Linked DNA regions of Ovis canadensis: region 1 is linked to region 2. The links are chromatin contacts, called in public Hi-C maps. All regions are on one chromosome and are shown on one strand. The core of a region is the stretch at or near the end of the contact, and the rest is flanking DNA. Distances in the headings are between cores, read along the strand shown.

Region 1 (6,698 bases), core at 3,007-5,506, 160 kb before region 2:
CTGTCCATCACCAATTCCCTGAGTTGACCCAAACTCATGTCCATTGAGTCGGTGATGCCATCCAACCATCTCATTCTCTGTCATCCCCTTCTCCTCCCACCTTCAATCTTTCCTAGCATCAAGGTCTTTTCCAATGAGTCACCCACCCGCAATTATAAAACCAGATGCAGCCAGGAATGTTTCAGGGGACAGGTGTGGACAGTTGCCCCTGGGGTCAGGGTGTGGAGGCAGAGGTGGGCTTCTGGAGAAGGGCATACCTGGAGGAGGGCATACCAGGGCCCTGAGAAGCCCCTCCCGACACTCCCTTTGGTGGTGGCTGCACAGCTCCCTTCCAGAAGCCAGAAACTGACTGGAAGGGCTTAAGGCAGCCTAGACTTCCTCCCAAGAAGCCCGACTTGGCCTGCTCCTGCCTCCTGACCCTATCCCTATCACCTTACCAGAGCCTGGAGGTCCCTGGGAGTGTGGTCAGGGAGCTCTCCCCACACCCCATGGCCAGGGACCACAGGGAGACCCCAGGCAAGACCCAAGCAGGCAGGCATGGGTGAAAGTCAGAAGCCCCAGGACCCAGGCTGCTCTTCATGAGCACCTCCTCCAGACCTGGCAGCCTCTATGCCTGAAACCTCACAGCACCTTCCAAGGGCGGTGTTGTCATCACCCCCATTTGACAGAGGAAGAAACTGAGGCCCGCAAAAGTGCCAGAGCCATTCTCCCAAGCCAGCGCTGAGCCTTGAGGCCTGTCTGTGACAGAGTGTGGCACAAAGAGCCCCTCACCACGGCGCTGCTGTGCACCAGCTTGCGGGTCGGTGTGCCCACCCCTCCCCCCGGCCCTGTAAGGCAGGCGGCTTCAGCTCCCACTAAACAAACAGGAACAAGACCCCCCAGGTGCCCTCCCCTCTCAGACTGGAGCTGGCTGTGGCAAGTGAGGACTCAGGGCTTTTACTGCCCTTTCAGACACACAGGAAGGTCAAAGCAGAGAGATGGGATGGCCGCAGAGGGGCCTGGGGTCTCCCCACTGGGATGCCTCAGCTTTGACCTCACCCATAAGGAGAGCCATGTGCCCCTTCTCAACCAGGAGGGCTGTTGTGGGAGGCCTCCAGGACATGAGATGGGTCAGCAGACACCGCCTGGCCTGATGAGCAGGTCCATCCAGGGTGACCTCGGCCTGGCAGTCACAGCCCAGTGCCAAGAAGAAGGCCTGGGCTCGCTGGCATTTCCAGAACTGCCAGGCACCAGGGTGGGGGCCGAGGGTTGGTACCATCACAGCTCTCAGCCAATGGCTGAGATGTCAATCCACCCTCCAAAGTCAGTCCAAAATAACTCAATTAGCCTGAAAGAGCTGCTGGCAGCCTGCCGGGGTGGGATGGGGAAAGGGCAGCAGGAGGAGGGCACCCCCCAACACGCAGGGAGGAACCTTGACAGGAAGACAAGAGCACCCCCATTCTATGGACTGTACCCTTTCCTCATCACAGGGACTCGACCCACCATGGTTCTGCCAGGTCCGGCCCACTGAGCCCACTGGACAGATGAGGAAACTGAGGCTCAGAGGGGGCCATGATGCGCTATGCTGTATTCATGGCAGATGGGCACTTTGAAAGTGGGGTGATGCTAGTTGGGGGAGGGGAGAGTTCAGCCCTAGAAAAGCTGGTGGGGTCTACTAGGGAGAGAGATTAAGGTGCCAGCAACATACCGTCTAGCCAGAGGGATCCCAGGTTGACATCGGAAGGGACTCGAGGCTGCAGGAAAGGACTTGAGTCTAATCTGGAAGAAAAGAGTGGGTGGCATGAGGCATAGAGCTATCTACCTTGAGAGTCCCAGCGCTGCAGGTCCTTGACCCTCTGGCAGAGGGGCTTGGCCAGAGCCAAGTCTCTGATAGGGTGGCACCTAGGATCCCCTGCTCCCTGCGGCCCCCAGGACACAGCATGGCAGTGATAGGGGGTGATCAGGGTAAGGCAGACACATAGCCACTGCCCTCCAGACCCTGATGCTGCCCTGTCAGTGCCAGGCTGGGCACTGCCCCAGGAACACAGGCAAGGGATTGGCTGTGTGTACGGCAGCCCAAAGAGGGACACAGGACTCCCAGTGAGCTGGAGCTCTGCCCCATGTGTCTGCTCCAAGGCTGAGCTCATCACCAGTCCCATCGGCTTGCTCCTCCCACCTCAGAGAATACGCTCCATCAACCATCCAGGTTCCCAAGTCAGACACTGGCTGCCTCTCCTGCTCACCCCCCAAGTCCTGCCCAAGTTACCTCCCAAACCTTTGTAATCTACCTATCCCGCACCCTGTCCCCCATCCCACCCAATCCAGGCCACCGCTGCCCCTCTGGATCGCTGCCAAGTCCTTGTCACCCACTCCTCTGATCTGCGCACTGCTCTGTCTCCCTCTCTCTCTCTCTCTCTCTCTCTCTCTCTCTCTCTCTCTCTCTCTCACACACACACACACACACACACACATATGCATGCGCCCCATGAATTATCAAGGGAATCTTTCCAAAACTCAAGTTCGACCAGGTCAGCCCCACTGCCCTCCCCAACCTGGCCTTGGAGACTGGGGGGATTTTCCCACTCACCTTACTGAGGTTGGAACAGAGCAACTTAAACCCTGGGCTCCAGATCAGCCAGGTCTGGGTCTGCATCCTGGGTGGGCCGTTTGGTGACTGTGTGATCTTGGATGAGTCACACCACCTCCCTGAGCTCTTTCCTCACCTAGGAAGCAAGGCTGCCATGACCTTCATCAAGAAGACCCCATGGGGCACCAGGGTGGGGCCATGCTGAGTGCCCAGCTCAGAGCAGCCTCAGCACATGGCACTGACGGGCACTGGCCAGCTCCCGGCTGCCTCTCAACACCCGCCTCACATGCTGCAGGCCGCCTGACCCGGCAGCTGGTCCTCCCTCTGGCTCCAAGAGCCCCGTAACACTTGCTCTCCCCCTGGCGGTTCTCTGGCCTGGCTCTACCTGTGAGTAGGAGTAGAGCCTGGGACAGGCTCGAGTTACGTTTGATGGATGAATGGATGCAGTCCATTCACACAGGGGACACGGCCACGTAGAGACGCACACAACACACGCAGCCGCCTGCGGCTCAGATGGGCTGAGGGCCAGAAGGGCCCCTAGGCTGGTCCAGTATTACACACCCCTCGGTGCAGCCAGGCTCCGCTTGAGCCTAAGAAGAAAGCTCAGGACCTGTTTTCTGAGGTTCCAAGAGGGTGTGTGCCCTGCCTGCATCACGAGGCATCTGAGCCTAACACACTCGGGACTGCAAGGAGCAGCCCAGGGGGCCACAGCACCCCACTGGGCAGGGCTGCTTAAAGTGGGGGTGCAGGGTGGAGTGGTGGCCGCCAGCTGGCGAGCGCCTGGGCCTGGCAGTGCTGCCGATCGCCCACTCGCACCAGCTGTTAGTTTCCAGGGCCTGCCCACCAGCTAGCTGGGATGCTGGGCCCGGGCTGCCCTGGGGTGTCCTGCCAGGAAGAGGCAGCCTCTAGGAGGGTGGTCTGGGCAGAGGAGAGGACAGAGGAGGGGCAGGAGGGTGAGGATGCCAGGCTGGAGGAGGCCAGGGCCACCCTCCGCTCACAGTGGGGCCAGAACAGGCTGCAGCACTTCCAGGGCCTCCGGGGCCTCTTCTGGGCAGTCCATGCGTGGCGGGAGGTGGGGATGGTGCCCAGGGCTCCTCCCTCCGCTCAAAACACCCAGCAACAGGGATTCTGGACCCTCGGGAGGGGCGGCGCTCCGAGGTCTGCGGCCACAAGAGGGCGCCCGAGCCTCACCTTGCAGGGAGCCAAGGGCTGAGGCCCGCGGTGGAGCTGTGCCTGGGAGGGGGCCTGGGAGCTGGGACTGAATCCCGGGGGCGTGGGATGCAGCTACCTGCGTCCACCCCCCAGGCAAAGCCCCATCCACACTTTAGCTCTTTGTTTATCTGACGGCAACACTACCTGCTTCAGTATACATCTGCAGAGTAAGCGCAGGAACACACTAATTGAATGATAATGGTGATGTATTTTACCCATGGAGAGAATGGACTCAGAGAGGTTTAGTGATTTGCCTAAGTCACACAGCGGTCGGCATGGAGCAAGTTATTCCCTCTGGTGCTGGGTGCTGGCAGAGCTTTGGAGAGAGTCCTGGCACCAACTCACAGGGGGTTAGCAGCACTCAAGTCCTCAGGGCAGGGACCACGCCTGATTCTGGCTCCCCCAGGTCACCCTGCGCCATGAAGACCAGACCCTTCTCTGGGCAATCACAGTGATGAATAAGAGGTCCCAGCCCTTTACACACCCACGAGGCAGCCTCATCCTCTGACTCACAGATGACGGAGGAAGGCATGAGAGAGGTTAAGAACTTGCCAGCGGCCACAAAGCTTAGTTCCAGTACTTTGGCCCCAGAATCCACCCCTCCCCTCACCACGCTATGTCCTGGGGAAACTGTTTTTCCCAAAGGAGCTTCTGGCCACCTCCGTCCCCTCCTGTTCACCCAGCAGCTTTCCCACCTGTTCAGTTGGGGCAGAGGTGAACCCCAGGCCCGGCCTCATGGACTGACCACCACCCAAGGCGAGACAGACAAGGTGCCCGTGACTCATTCAGGGCCGGGGGCCCCTGACCAGTCAGGGGTGTCAGGGTCTCCTGAGGGGAGTAACCACGGAGCTGAGCTGCAAGGAAAAATGTAGCACAGTGGCCCTTGCTGGCCTCCCATTCTGGGCCCAGGGGGAGCTCATGAGTTGGGAGAAACTGGCCCCATGTGGGTAGGAGGAGTGGGCACCCCAAGGGCGAGTCCAGGCCGGTTCCCAGCACCCTCTAGCACCCAGTCATCACAAAGGCATGGTGGGCTCATCAAGGAATCGCCAATGGGTCGTGATTGGTTGTGGGTGTTCATGGAGCCAAGCCCTCCACCAGCCTTCCTGCCCTTTCTCTCAGGATGGGTACCCCCTAGGGCTTCCTTGGTTCTATGGGGACTAGAGACGGCGGGGTCACCACCCTTTGGGTACACCGGGCACAGTCCATTGGGCCTCCAGAGACTGAGCAGAGCCTGGCTGGAGGGAGTGGGGGCACCAGCCAGGGCCCCAGCCTGCTGCCTTCTGCATCGCCAGCCTGGAGCCGAGCCCAGGGCTGGCACCTGTGCCTCAAGGCACCTCGAGGACCTAACTGTGCCCCCCTGAGACCTTCTTCCCCTAATGGGGCAGTGAGAGGCCAGCCCCAGTGCTCCCTGACCCTCCTGGCCCCTCAGGGCCTCTTGTGCGGTTCTAGAAGCAGGACTCAGGCTGTGGCGGCCACCTCTGTCCACCAGCAGCCACTGACAGTGGGGTGCAGAGGGAGCCTGGGGCCGTGGAGGAGGCTTCTCCCCCTCATTCGTGCCAGTAGTGGTGAGAATCAGACTTCCCCGTTCAAGGACCCCCAGGTGACGTTCTTCGTACCCCTGTGACCCAGCCACCCCTTGCCCCTCAGTTCTGAGGTCCAACAGCACCAACAGCCCTCTCCTCCTCTGCACTCTCCCAGCCATCCCCACCCCGGACACTGCCTGCCCCCAGCACCACCCCCTGATATTTCCCCCGCTCCCACCCACTTCTCTGTCCACCATCCTCCACCCTTCCCGGCTGGGCTGGCTTCACTCTCCTGACCCCACTCTCTGACCTCATCTCACCCCCTTTTCCTCCTCCTGGACTCCCTCCCTATCCAGCCTACACCCCGAGGGACCTTTCTGCATCCAGAGTCTTGAGCGCGGGAGCCCTCAAAACTCTCCCACCCCATTCTGCAAAGGCCCAGCCTGGGGCAGACCCACAACACTCCTCCTAGAGGATCCCAGCTGTCCCCAGGCCCCAGGGTCCCCCTCCCTTGCCTCGTCTCTCCCCACTTCTTCCTTTCATCAACAAACACACTCACCTCTTGATAATGATCTTTCAAGCTACTTTCTTAGCCCTGCACATGGCTCCAGCTGGGCCCCATTTCTTCTCCCCAGCCTGGTGGAGCTCTTCAAGCATTACTTGTCCGTTCATCTCTGCCTCCTCAGCCCCCTGCCCTCTGCACCATAGTCCACCAAAATTCTTCTCATCACTCACTCATGGTACATCCTGAGAGCATTGGGCTCCCAGCCCAGGCTGGGGCCAGACAGCTGCGCCCTGCTCTCCCGCCCACAGCTCGGCTCCACGGCCCCACGCCCTAGTGAAGGTCCTCCTGGCTGCTCCTTACTCCCCCGGTAGGTCCCTCTGCCATCCTGTCCTGCAGAGGATGGAGCTCTCTTCTAGCCCCACATGATCATCCCACACCACCACCCCCCTGCCCCGGTACCAATGTTCCCAAACTCACCAAGGCCAGTCTCCATGCCCAAGGATCCAACTGCCTCTTCAGTGTGGGTCAACCCCATCCAAGTCACTTAATCATGACACATAACTTCATGAAGGAAGTACTATTATTATCCCCATTTTGCAGATGGGGGCACCAAGGCACAGAGAAAGTTGCCCAGGGTGAACAGCTGATCAGCCCCTGAGCCAAGGTCTCCTTTCTGGAGATCCCACAAGAGCCTCAGATTCACCATAAACAGAACAAGCTCATGGGCTCTGCCCGGAACGTCTTCTTCCTGGCCAAGCTGGCCTTTGGACCGGATGGTGACAAGCATCTAGACCGTGGGCTATTTACTTTCTGTCTGCGAAGTACTTAGCCCAGAGCTCAACCACAGTAAGTGGCCAGTACAGGCCAGCTGCTGTTGTCACCATGGCCCTCT
Region 2 (5,871 bases), core at 1,487-3,986:
CACTCTCTACCCTCCTACTCCCCCATCATTTTCCCATCCTGCCCCCCCCAGTGCCAGGCAAAGAAAGAAAACACTGGTAGGGTAACCTACTTCCCCCACCTGCTCCAGCCCTTCAGCACCCCCTGCCTCATCCCCACCCCGCCCAGGGACTGCATTCTTCCTGCTCACCCTCCTGGAAGGTGACTCCACCAGCCCCATGTGCTTGTTAATTTCACGCTCTGTCTCCTGCCTGACCGACCTACTTTCTGCTCTTTCCCCCTGTGGCTGCCCAGCACCACTCCTGGGGCTGGGTTTCCCCGCCAGGTGTCCCCTCTCAGACCTCAGCCCTGACCACCCCCAGCCTGGAACAGAGGCTTCCTTGGCCCAGGCAAGGGCCAGCAAAGGTCCACATAAACGGGCATGCCCTGGATTCAAATCTCAGCTCCAACCGTCCCAGGTGCAGGGTACAGAACAAGTCACGGCCCAATCTGAGCCTTCTCAGTTTCCTCACCTAATGTGAACCTGCCCTGCAGGGTGGTATAAGAAAATAGCGTCTGTAAATAGACAGGCATTGCAAGCACAGATTGAAAATTATCTCTTGTTCCACCCCCATGCATGGACTCCCTGCCCTGGCTGGGATTCTACCATTTCTGACGAAGCCAGATCCATTTTCCCTGCCCAGCCTGTATTTCTCTATACCCCACCCAACTCAGGAATGGAGTGGAGGCAGAGCTTTTCGTTGGTAATCCTCATTTGGCATTCATCAGAGACTTACATCTGGGTCTTCCTGGGAGAGCCCCGATGTCTAATGTTCCCATGCCCCATGAACGCATGGCAGGATAATAAGAATAATAGCTAACATTCACTGCAGCCTACTCTGAGGCAGGCACTGTTCTCCGCCTTTGCACGAATCAGCTTCTTAACCTTGGCAATGACTCTAGGAAGTGGGTACTATCGTTACCCCCACTTTTCAGTTGGAGAAACCGAGGCACAGAGAAGGGAAGAAACTTGCCAGAGGTGGTGGAGCTAGGATAGGAACCAAGGCAGACTGGCTCCGGAACCCAGCCCCAAGCCATCCCTGTGGCAGCCAGACTACAGGTGACAGTTGCTTGCCCACAGAACTGGCTCAAAAATCCCACGGTCAAAAAACTGTGCCCCACACAACTGCAGGTAACTTTCCATATGGCAAATGGGAGCCTTCTCTTGGGTTCTCTCCTCTCACGCAGGGGTTCATGGCAGAGTTGTGGATTTCTAGAGCTCCGTGTTCTTTCCAGTACAATGAGCTAGAACCAGGGACCCTCTGGGCTACCCAGATACGTCTGGAAGGCTCATGTCCCTGCCAGCTCCCAGCTGCCAGGTCAAGACTGCGTGGCTGCTCTTCTGAAGGCTGTGTGCTGGGTACACAGGGGCCACGGGGGTTGTCTAATCCACTTTGAGGAGGACCAAGGACACTGCATCCGGGGAGTGGGGCAGCACCTGACTTCAGAAGTGCAATGCAGAGATGCAGAGACATCAGGCAGGACCTGCCCACTCTGCAAACTCCGTTTGTCACCACAGCTGGGGTGGGAACAGGGTAGCCACACGGTTACGATGCAGACCGCTTTACCTCCACTCCCGCCCCCCGCCCCTGGCACAGCAGTGGAGGCGTGAGCTGGAGGAAAGATGCCTGGACAGGGGTCTGCCCTCCCCTCGGAGTTCCGGGGGAGGATAGACACGGAAGCCCTCCAACACTTGAGCAGAAAGCTGTGGAAATGACTTTTTATCCAGCAGAGTTCATGTAGTTTTAATAATGCATATTTGTTTCTGATTATAAAGATAAAATGTGCTTATTGCAAACATTAAGAAAAATTTTAAAAGTCATCTATAATCCCACAATCCAGAAATAAGAGCTGTTAACACTCTGGTGCCTTTTCTTGAAGTCATTTTTCCATGCCTGTGTGTATCTTTACATCATTAGGACTGTCACAGCATATCATGAGTATCGCCCCACTCTGAAAACTCTCTAAGCTACGACTTTTTAATGATTTTGTAATTGTTGTTCCTTTAGGATATCTTACAACATACTGAGTTACTCTCTTCTTGTTAGATATTTAGGTTATTATTTATCAACCCGTTTCAGAACCGTGATGGCTACTGGAGCAAGAAGCTAGTGTACTGCCCAGCCTTTCTGGCTGAAAGAATAAATGAATAGGTTCAGTCCAAATGTTAAAGGCCCTAAAGAGCAGAGAGGGGAATCTGAACCTGATGTCGTGGTCACCGGCAGGTGGAAGGTCTAGAGCTGGCCATCAGGATGCTCTTTGAGCTCTTCCAAGGCCAGTGCTACAGCTGAAGCCTTGGCCTTCTCAGGAGTGGATAAAGGGGCCTCCCTCCCCAGGGACTGGCCTAAGGGACAAAGCCCAGCAGGAACCCCGGGGAACTTGCCAACCAAGCTTCCCTGGTGGCGCAGGACTGAAAGAGGCACTCACTCTACTTTTTACAGCATTCAAAGGCAGAACTGTCAAAAGCTGGCCCCCAAATGCTCATATTATGTGGGAGAAAGTCTTGGGGAGAAAATGAGGAAGGAGGGGAATTATGCAATTGAAAACATGTACAAATCCAGACAGAATAATGAAGTACAGACACAAGATTCTGCACTCAATGGAAATTGCATTTAGCCATGTTTTGTGGTTTGAGAAAAAGAGGGAGAATGACTCAGAGACAGATGGAGACACACAGGGCGAGGAGAAAGAGAGGGGAAAAAAGAAAAGAGACAGAGATGCAAGGGGAGAGTCAGCAGCAGCCAGATGGAGTCCCACAGAGCTGAGAAGAGGGAGCGGTCTTCCATGCCTTGGCCTCCGCGTCTGCAGACGGTCGGCCCTGGGTTTCTCAGGCTATTATCTGGGCAAAAAGGAAGTCAGGAGACCTCCCCCACCCTCACCCTAATCTGGGTGTTTGGGGTTTTTTTCTGTATATATTTTTGTATATTTTGTATACAAACATTTGCATATTTTCTGTATTTGCAATTAAAAAAAAAAACTGTCCACAGATGGAATACTACTTAACAATAAAAAGAAACCAACTATCACTACGTGCAACAACTGGATGGATTTCAAGGCATTTCACTAAGCGAAAAAAAAATCAGTCTCCAAAGGTTACTGCATGATTCCATTTATATGACACCCTAGAAATGACAAAATTGTGGAAATGGGGAGAAGAGTCATAATTGCCCGGGGCGAGGGATCATGGGAGGAAAGTGGATAGGAGTGGTTCTACAAGTAGCTGAAGAGATTTCTATGTGGTGCTGGAATAGTTCTCTGCCTTGAGAGCAGCAGTGCTTGCAGAAACCTGGGCCTGAGATAAAACAATACAGACTACACACAGGTACTGTCCGTGTCCTGACTTTGATATGGCAACACCGTGGGAAACTAGGCGAAGGGTCATGTGACTTCTTTGTATGATTTTTGCAACTTCCTATGAATCTGTAATAATTTGGACATAAAAAGTTACCCAGATAAAGTTAGCAAGAAACAGATCACATATTATTATTCTTGTAGTCAGAAAAGTTATCTCTAAGTGTGAAGTGTCATATGCTAAGTCGCTTCAGTTGCGTCGGACTCCACAACCCCATGAATTGTAACCCACTAGGCTTCTCTGTCTATGGGATTCTCCAGGCAAGAATACTGGAATGGGTTGCCCTGCCCTCCTCCAGGGGATCTTTCTGACCCAGGGATCAAACCCATGTGTCCTGCATTGCAGGCGGATTCTTCACTGCTGAGCCGCCTGGGAAGCCCTAATACACCATTCAGTCAGTTCAGTCACTTGGTCGTGTCCGAATCTTTGCAACCCCATGGACTGCAGCACACCAGGCCTCCCTGTCCATCACCAACCCCCAGAGTTCACTCAGACTCATGCCCATTGAGTCAGTGATGCCATCCAACCATCTTGAGAATCCTCTGTTGTCTCCTTCTCCTCCCGCCTTCAATCTTTCCCAGCATCAGGGTCTTTCTCAATCAATCAGTTCTTCACATCAGGTGGCCAAAGTATTGGAGCTTCAGCTTCAGCATCAGTCCTTTCAATGAATATTCAGGGTCCATTTCCTTTAGGATTGACTGGTTTGATCTCCTTGCAGTCCGAGGGACTCTCAAGAGTCTTCTCCAACACCACAGTTCAAAAGCATCAATTCTTCAGTCAATTTTTTTATGGTCCAACTCTCACATCCATACATGACTACTGGAAAACCATATGTCATTACCTATAGTTTATGTAATTACCTATGGGTTACAATCCAAATAGAAATTCTTGCATAAGCAGAAATCCTCCTGGAGAATAGAAGCCTGAACAGAAACCAACCGAAGGATTTGAAGAGAGTATGGCTGAGAAGGTAGTGCTCTCTGCCCTTCAGCTGTGTGGCTGTAAGCAAGTCACTTTACTTTTCTGGGCCTAGATTTCTCATCTGTAAAATGGATCCCCATACATAATACAAGAGACAGCACTCTGAAGCATATCAGTTCAGTTCAGTTCAGTTGCTCAGTCGTGTCCGACTCTTTGAGACCCCATGAGTCACAGCACGCCCGGCCTCCCTGTCTATCACCAACTCCCGGAGTTCACTCAAACTCACATCCATCGAGTCGGTGATGCCATCCAGCCATCTCATCCTCTGTTGTCCCCTTCTCCTCCTGCCCCCAATCCCTCCCAGCATCAGAGTCTTTTCCAATGAGTCAATTCTTCACATGAGGTGGCCAAAGTATTGGAGTTTCAGCTTTAGCATCAGTCCTTCCAATGAACACTCAGGACTGATCTCCTTTAGGATGGACTGGTTGGACCTCCTTGAGCATCACTACGAACAAAGCTGGTGGAGGTGATGGAATTCCAGTTGAGCTATTTCAAATCTTGAAAGATGCTGCTGTGAAAGTGATGCACTCAAGATGCCAGCAAATTTGGAAAACTCAGCAGTGGCCACAGGACTGGAAAAGGTCACTTTTCATTCCAATCCCAAAGAAAGGCAATGCCAAAGAATGCTCAAACTACCACACAATTGCACTCATCTCACATGCTAGTAAAGTAATGTTCAAAATTCTCCAAGCCAGGCTTCAGCAATACGTGAACCATGAACTTCCAGATGTTTAAGCTGGTTTTAGAAAAGGCAGAGGAACCAGAGATCAAATTGCCAACATCTGCTGGATCATCGAAAAAGCAAGAGAGTTCCAGAAAAACATCTATTTCTGCTTTATTTTTGAAGCATATAGTGCTCCATAAATTTGAAGTCCCTTCCTTTCTCAAAATAGCCACAAGGACACTGGCCTGCAAGGAACCCAACCTTCACCTGCTGTGGCCAGTAAGGGAGATTAATGCTAAAAAGGCCCTTAAGAAAAGTCCTTTCAGTCCAGCTCAGTTCAGTCGCTCAGTCATGTCCGACTCTTTGTGACCCCATGAATCGCAGCACGCCAGGCCTCCCTGTCCATCACCAACTCCCGGAGTTCACTCAGACTCGTGTCCATCGAGTCAGTGATGCCATCCAGCCATCTCATCCTCTGTCATCCCCTTCTCCTCCTGCCCCCAATCCCTCCATGCATCAGGGTCTTTTCCAATGAGTCAACTCTTCGCATGAGGTGGCCAAAGTACTGGAGTTTCAGCTTTAGCATCAGTCCTTCCAAAGAACGCCCAGGACTGATCTCCTTTTAAATGTCACCAATCATGCTATAAAATCTCTTATATGCTATCAGTCATGCTATATAAGTTTTTGAGCCCCACCACAGTCGGGAGGGGAAATGCATTTTCCCCCAAGAAAGTCTTTCTGGCATTGTATTTACCCTTTAGAGTAAAATTTAAGGGCATCACAAATGTGGCAGCATTGAGGAAAATGCTGTGACTTTAAAACACAGACCAAAACAGCAATTCCGTTAGTATTTTTAA

Evidence for each region. Hi-C and Micro-C count contacts between places; a contact is called where the count stands out from the background.
Region 1: a Hi-C map of fibroblasts shows a contact between it and region 2, with 4 times the contacts expected there. The contact joins two enhancer-like sites. A contact is called at or near these places in 2 of 2 Hi-C or Micro-C datasets (fibroblasts and lung).

The regions. Positions count from the first base shown.
Region 1 is chr1:16,641,524-16,648,221 of ARS-UI_OviCan_v2, reverse strand. No RefSeq gene overlaps it. Among named protein-coding and RNA genes, the nearest start is that of FOXO6, 68 kb to the right of the region's middle. Within about 2 kb of position 4,256, the one cell type or tissue checked has open chromatin away from gene starts, as enhancers often do. A contact at or near this core is called in fibroblasts, where this site is marked.
Region 2 is chr1:16,479,521-16,485,391 of ARS-UI_OviCan_v2, reverse strand. No RefSeq gene overlaps it. Among named protein-coding and RNA genes, the nearest start is that of SCMH1, 33 kb to the right of the region's middle. Within about 2 kb of position 2,736, the one cell type or tissue checked has open chromatin away from gene starts, as enhancers often do. A contact at or near this core is called in fibroblasts, where this site is marked.